Linked DNA regions of Zea mays: region 2 is linked to region 1. The links are chromatin contacts, called in public Hi-C maps. All regions are on one chromosome and are shown on one strand. The core of a region is the stretch at or near the end of the contact, and the rest is flanking DNA. Distances in the headings are between cores, read along the strand shown.

Region 1 (3,029 bases), core at 6-2,505:
GGTTCCTTAAGAAAACTGCCACTACAAATCATGGATTTCTACTGGCGGTTTTCTAAAGGAACCGCCAGTAGAAATACGATTTCTAGTGGCGGTTTTCTTAAGGAACCGCCACTAGAAATAACACAGTCGGTGGATAACCGAATCCGTCTGTAAAAATATATCGTCCCCGCAGGCTTTGAGCCTTTTTCTACTAGTGCAATAATCATGGATTAGGAGAATATTTTGGAAACACTAGTGTCATGGTGTTTGAACACACTTACATGCGGCTAGCTACAAGGAAATTAACTAGGGAAATCGAGAGTATGACGCAGGTAAATGAACATTGTTAAGGAGGGTACATGCTTATAACTTATATACTTGGTTTAGGGCACAAGCATATTGCAGTTAGTATTTATTTAGCCGTTAGAGCAACTCCAATAGTTCTCTAAACAACTCTCTAAATCTTAAATTTAAGAAGTGAACAGAAAAATGCTTCTCCAATGGTTCTCTAAATAGACTTGCTAAATTTACTTAGTTGCTATTCAACTCTATTTACTCTCCACATTTAGCAACTCGGTAGGAACTCCCTAAATACAGTTGACGTCAATTTCTTCACACTAGCGTGATTATTTTTCCCTTTCCTACACAGTGAGATAGCCAGGTATAGCACACTCTTTTTTCATTTTCTAGCATAATGAGGTAGCTAGGTCAAACACGTATGACACAAGTTTCTCCTTCATCGTCGAACCCAACTTTCTTATAGGTTGCGCCACCAGACCACCATTCATCCATAGTTCATATCGACCGACCTTTTTTCTTCCGCCCTCATATCTTCTGCTCTCAACCTTATTATCAGGCAGATCTCATAGGGGCAGGGCCGCTAAAGTTAGATTCAAAATCGAACTACTTCCTAAATATGAGCAACTATTGGAGACTAAGTTATTTTTTACTTCCAATAGCTATTTAGCAACTTGCTAAACATGATTTTAGCAAGCTATTTTTTAGAGAACTACTGAAGTTGCTCTTAGCCTCCTCTAGTTTTATATTCAAAGCGGAAGTAAAGTATTATTCGTACTAAAAGTAGTAGGACTGGAAATTGGCGTAAAAAACGTGGGAAATTAACTAAAGTGACAAATGGAGAAGTCCCATCCTACCTACCAAAGACTCTCTATTAATAACAGAAAGAGATTCTAAATAAAGCACATCGACCATCTGTACGACAAATATAGGGGTCTATGTATATATCGCGTTAGCTGACAAATCTATACTAGTCGTCGTCGCCGGAGATCGCATGCCAGCGCGCGACACGACGGCGCATGGCAATTGACCGCCTGACTTGACTAGCTCGCCGCGCCCCTTTGCCAGATTGCCAGTTGCCACAGCCAATTCTCTTCTCCTACCAACGTCGTCTTCGTCACCCACGAGCAGCAGCAGTCGCACGTACGACCACGCCGACGCCCTCGTCCCCACGCCACTCCCTTGCTGCCTTGCCTCCTCCTCCACCTGCATGCCTATATATCCCAACCCTAACTTCTGCCTTCTTCCCCACCAAACCCCACGGAGCTCGATCTGCAGCCTTCGATCTGTCAGTGTCCACTGACCAGTCAGCTGCAGCTCGCAGGCTCGTAGCCGCTAGCTCGACCTCTAGGCTCTAGCTCCAACTTCCCCGCTGTGTTAATCTAGCGATCGGCAAGTCATGGGCAGCTTGGACACCAATCCTAACGCCTTCTCCGCCTTCGGCGTCGACGCCACCACCGGCTTCCAGCCCCTCCACCCCGACGACGTCCGCGCCTACCTCCACAAGGCCGTCGACTTCATCTCCGACTACTACAAGTCCGTCGAGTCACTGCCCGTGCTGCCGGACGTCAAGCCAGGGTACCTGCGGCAGCAGCTAAGGTCCGCGCCGCCCACGTCCTCCGCCCCGTTCGACGTCACCATGAAGGAGCTGACGGACTCCGTCGTCCCCGGCATGACCCACTGGGCCAGCCCAAACTTCTTCGCCTTCTTCCCGTCCACCAACAGCGCCGCGGCCATCGCCGGCGACCTCATCGCGTCCGCCATGAACACCGTCGGCTTCACGTGGCAGGCCGCGCCAGCCGCCACGGAGATGGAGGTCCTCGCGCTCGACTGGCTCGCGCAGCTCCTGCGCCTGCCGCCCAGCTTCATGAACCGCACCGGCGCAGCTGGGCGCGGCACCGGCGGCGGCGTCATCCTCGGCACCACTAGCGAGGCCATGCTCGTCACGCTCGTCGCCGCGCGTGACGCCGCCCTCCGCCGGACTGGCTCCCAGGGCGTGTCCGGCCTTCCGCGGCTGGCTGTCTACGCCGCCGACCAGACGCACTCCACCTTCTTCAAGGCGTGCCGCCTCGCCGGCTTCGACCCGGCCAACATTCGCTCCATCCCCACCGGCCCCGAGACGGACTACGCCCTCGACCCGGCCAGGCTCTTCGAGGTCATGCAGGCCGACGTCGACGCCGGCCTCGTGCCGACCTACGTCTGCGCCACGGTCGGCACCACGTCGTCCAACGCCGTCGACCCGGTCGGAGCCATTGCCGACGTCGCCGCCGTGTTCAACGCCTGGGTCCACATCGACGCCGCCTACGCCGGTAGCGCGTGCATCTGCCCGGAGTTCCGGCACCACCTGGACGGCGTGGAACGCGTCGATTCCATCAGCATGAGCCCGCACAAGTGGCTCTTGACGTGCCTGGACTGCACGTGCTTGTGGGTGCGCGACACGCACCGGCTCACTGACTCTCTCGAGACCAATCCGGAGTACCTAAAGAACGACGCCAGCGACTCCGGCAACGTTACCGACCTCAAGGACATGCAGGTTGGCGTCGGCCGCCGGTTCCGGGGGCTCAAGCTCTGGATGGTCATGCGCACCTACGGCGCGGCCAAGCTCCAGGAGCACATCCGGAGCGACGTCGCCATGGCCAAGATGTTCGAGGACGCCGTGCGCTCCGACAACCGGTTCGAGGTCGTGGTTCCGAGGAACTTTGCTCTCGTGTGCTTCAGGATCAAGCCCCATGGTGGCGGTATAATGACGGAGG
Region 2 (2,977 bases), core at 466-2,965, 250 kb before region 1:
TCTTCTATATTTGGTTGTAATTTACTCAGATCCAGTTTAAATACATTAGAGCTAATAGTCTAGCCTAGAGCTAATAGTCTAAAGCCTGTTCGTTTGGTCTGAAAAGCACCTGAAATCATTTCAACAGATCAAATCTTATATAAATTAGTGAAACAATTTAGATAAAATAGTTTCAGAACACGGTACCCATATAACCGAACGGACTACGGACTATTAGTCTGAGTCCAGCGAATCTCGTATCACGAGCGAAAAAGGAAAAACACGCATGGTTGGGGTCACGTCACGTGCCTGAATGCAGCCGCATAAAAAAGGACCAGTTCCTTCCATGGCCTATATGTATGCATTCTCTCTCGTCACCATGCTCTCTCCGCGCTCGCATTCACACGCTGTTGCAACGAAAATGATTTGTTAGTTAGCCTAAGGGCATGTACAGTGGAGAGACACCAAAACGGTTCTCCAAGCACAGGAGACAACTAAGAGACTTTATTGTACAATGGAGTATCTATAAACGTAGTCTATTAATAAATACAGAATTAAATGTATTTGTATAGCATCAGATCGATAGAACAGACGACAAATTCGTACAGTGGGAAGTGAGGCGTCTGTTGTTACTTGGTTTACGAGCCAGAGGCGTCTCTTCACGGAGAGACGGCTCTAAGATTATTTTGCAAATAACCCCCCTAAAACACCTTAAGAGCCCCTACATTAAACACCACTGTATATGCCCTAATATATTAGCGTAGGTAGGAAGGAGCAGTAGAGGGGATAAGGGAGGCAGGTAGGATAGGACTCGATTATCAGAGTTCTGTTTCTAGATAGTACCAGCCACCAGGAGGCCGCAATCACACACTACAGCCAGTCAGGCCCACACACACGCCGCCCACACACACGCCTGTAAGGACGACGGACGGGACGAGTCTGCTTTGCTGTGTGATGTATCTCATCCGGAGTCGCACCATCTTGCTTGTATGATGTCCCTATCTCAGCCACGTCTCCCTGGTTGGTGACACTCCTCGGTTCCCCAAGCAGATGCAAATGGAAAGCACTGACGAAGCGCCTCCTGGTCCTCCCATGTTGCAAGTTCAAGTGGAAGCCCAGACCATTCCACCAGGACTTGCTGCACCAGACGGTTACTCTTGGACAGGTCACGAGTTTGCAGCACACGAATTGGCACACGGCGCTCTGGAAGTGACGCCCGAAGCGTTGGGAAGCTGTTCCTTTAAAATCAGCAGCAAGCTTCAATTGTGAGACACGAACCAATGGGTGTATGTACTTGAAACTCAGCTTGTGGTGAGCTCGCGACATCACAGATGATTGAGCATAGGGCTGTAGTTTTAAGTATACTCAATCCCCAATTGCAAAGGAACGCTCAGAACGATGTTGATCTGCTTGTTTCTTCATTCTAGCCTGAGCCTTCGAAAGAGGAAGACCCCCAACACTAGCTATAGCATCAGGCGGCATGAGACCATAAACAACTTTACAAATTTAATTTCGTACCCTTAGTTTTGCGACCTTCCTCATTTCTACCCTAAGCCGTATTTTTTTCTTAGTTTTACTCTTCTATTTCATAGACTGGAAGAACAAAACTAATAAAAAAATATAAATAAGGATAAAAATAAAGACATCAGCAAAACTAAGGACACCAACTCAAAAAAAACCCGATCTATATAAAGCCAGCAGATGGACCGAGCTCTATAGAGCCCATCCTCTGCTTCGGCACCAGCAGCTAACCGTCCAGAGAACAGAACAGAGATGACCACCAGCGTCCCCGTCCCTCTGGCTTCACAGCCACAGGCGCCGCAGCGCAAGCCACGGACCTACACCCCGAGCCCATGGGGTGACTTCTTCCTCCACCACACCCCATGCACTCCGTCACAGGTAAATACATACATACATGCTGCTCTGTCTACGTCATGGGGTGGCCGCATCTACTTTCAACGTCTTGTTCTGTCGCAGCTCTTGTCGATGAAGGAGAGGGCAAAGGTCAAGGAGCAACAGGTGAGGCAGATCATACAGGAAACAATGGCCTCCTCCAACCTGCTTCGGAAGTTGGAGCTTGTGGACACGCTGCAGCGTCTCGGGGTGGACTACCGCTACTACGAGGAGATCGACCAGTTGCTTCGCTCTGTCTACGACGACGGCGACAAGGATGGAGGCGGCTCCGACGATCTCTACCTCACCTCGCTGCGGTTCTACTTGCTCAGGAAGCATGGGTATACAACCTCTTCAGGTAATACGAAGGCAAAACACAGTTCCTTCCTTTAAACTTTGAATGAATGAATGTTCAAATAGTACGTGGACGAGCGACACAGATGTGTTCGAGAAATTCAGGGACGAGCGCGGGAGCGTCTCGAGCGACGATGCCAGCTGCTTGCTCATGCTGTATGACGCTGCTCATACGAGAACTCACGGGGAGGAGATTCTTGACGACATCATCGCTTGGAGCAAGAGCCGCCTGCAATCCCTGCTGGAGGAGAAGAACCTGGAGCCAGAGCTTGCCGAGGAGGTGAGGTGCGCTTTGGAGACGCCTCGGTTCAGGCGGGTGAAGCGAGTGGAGGCGAGGCGCTACATCTCCGCGTACGAGAAGAAGGGCGGGCGAGATGGGACCATACTAGAGTTCGCCAAGCTGGACTACAACATCTCGCAAGCTATCTACTGTGATGAACTGAAAGAACTTACAGTGTAAGCAAACTACGCATCACAGTATCGTCGTCACACTGATGTTTGCTTGATTATTATTAACAAACAGTAATAATTAATGTTGACGGGTTTGCTAAACCCACTAAATTTAAATAGTACTCCCTCCCGTTTTTTTTATTGTCGTGGTTTAGTTCAAAAATATACTAGCGAACGACAAATATTCGAGAATGGAGGGTAGTAATAAAAATAGAGATTTTACTCACTAATGTATATATAGATGGTGGAAGGATTTCCAATCACATATAGATATGCGCTTCACGCGGGACAGATTGGTGGA

The links. A called contact is a pair of places that touch in the nucleus more often than the background predicts.
Region 2: a Hi-C map of leaf shows a contact between it and region 1, with 7 times the contacts expected there. The contact joins the promoter of LOC103641187 here to the promoter of LOC100383025 in region 1. A contact is called at or near these places in 3 of 25 Hi-C or Micro-C datasets (ear, leaf and tassel).

Annotation. Positions count from the first base shown.
Region 1 is chr10:84,496,590-84,499,618 of Zm-B73-REFERENCE-NAM-5.0, reverse strand. LOC100383025 (Tyrosine decarboxylase 1) reads left to right here and starts at 1,255. Exons shown (of 1, transcript NM_001175704.1): 1 at 1,255-3,029. The coding sequence starts at 1,676.
Region 2 is chr10:84,749,424-84,752,400 of Zm-B73-REFERENCE-NAM-5.0, reverse strand. It overlaps LOC103641187 ((E)-beta-farnesene synthase-like), which reads left to right and starts at 1,715. Exons shown (of 7, transcript NM_001364649.1): 1 at 1,715-1,878; 2 at 1,957-2,230; 3 at 2,313-2,682; 4 at 2,918-2,977. The coding sequence starts at 1,753.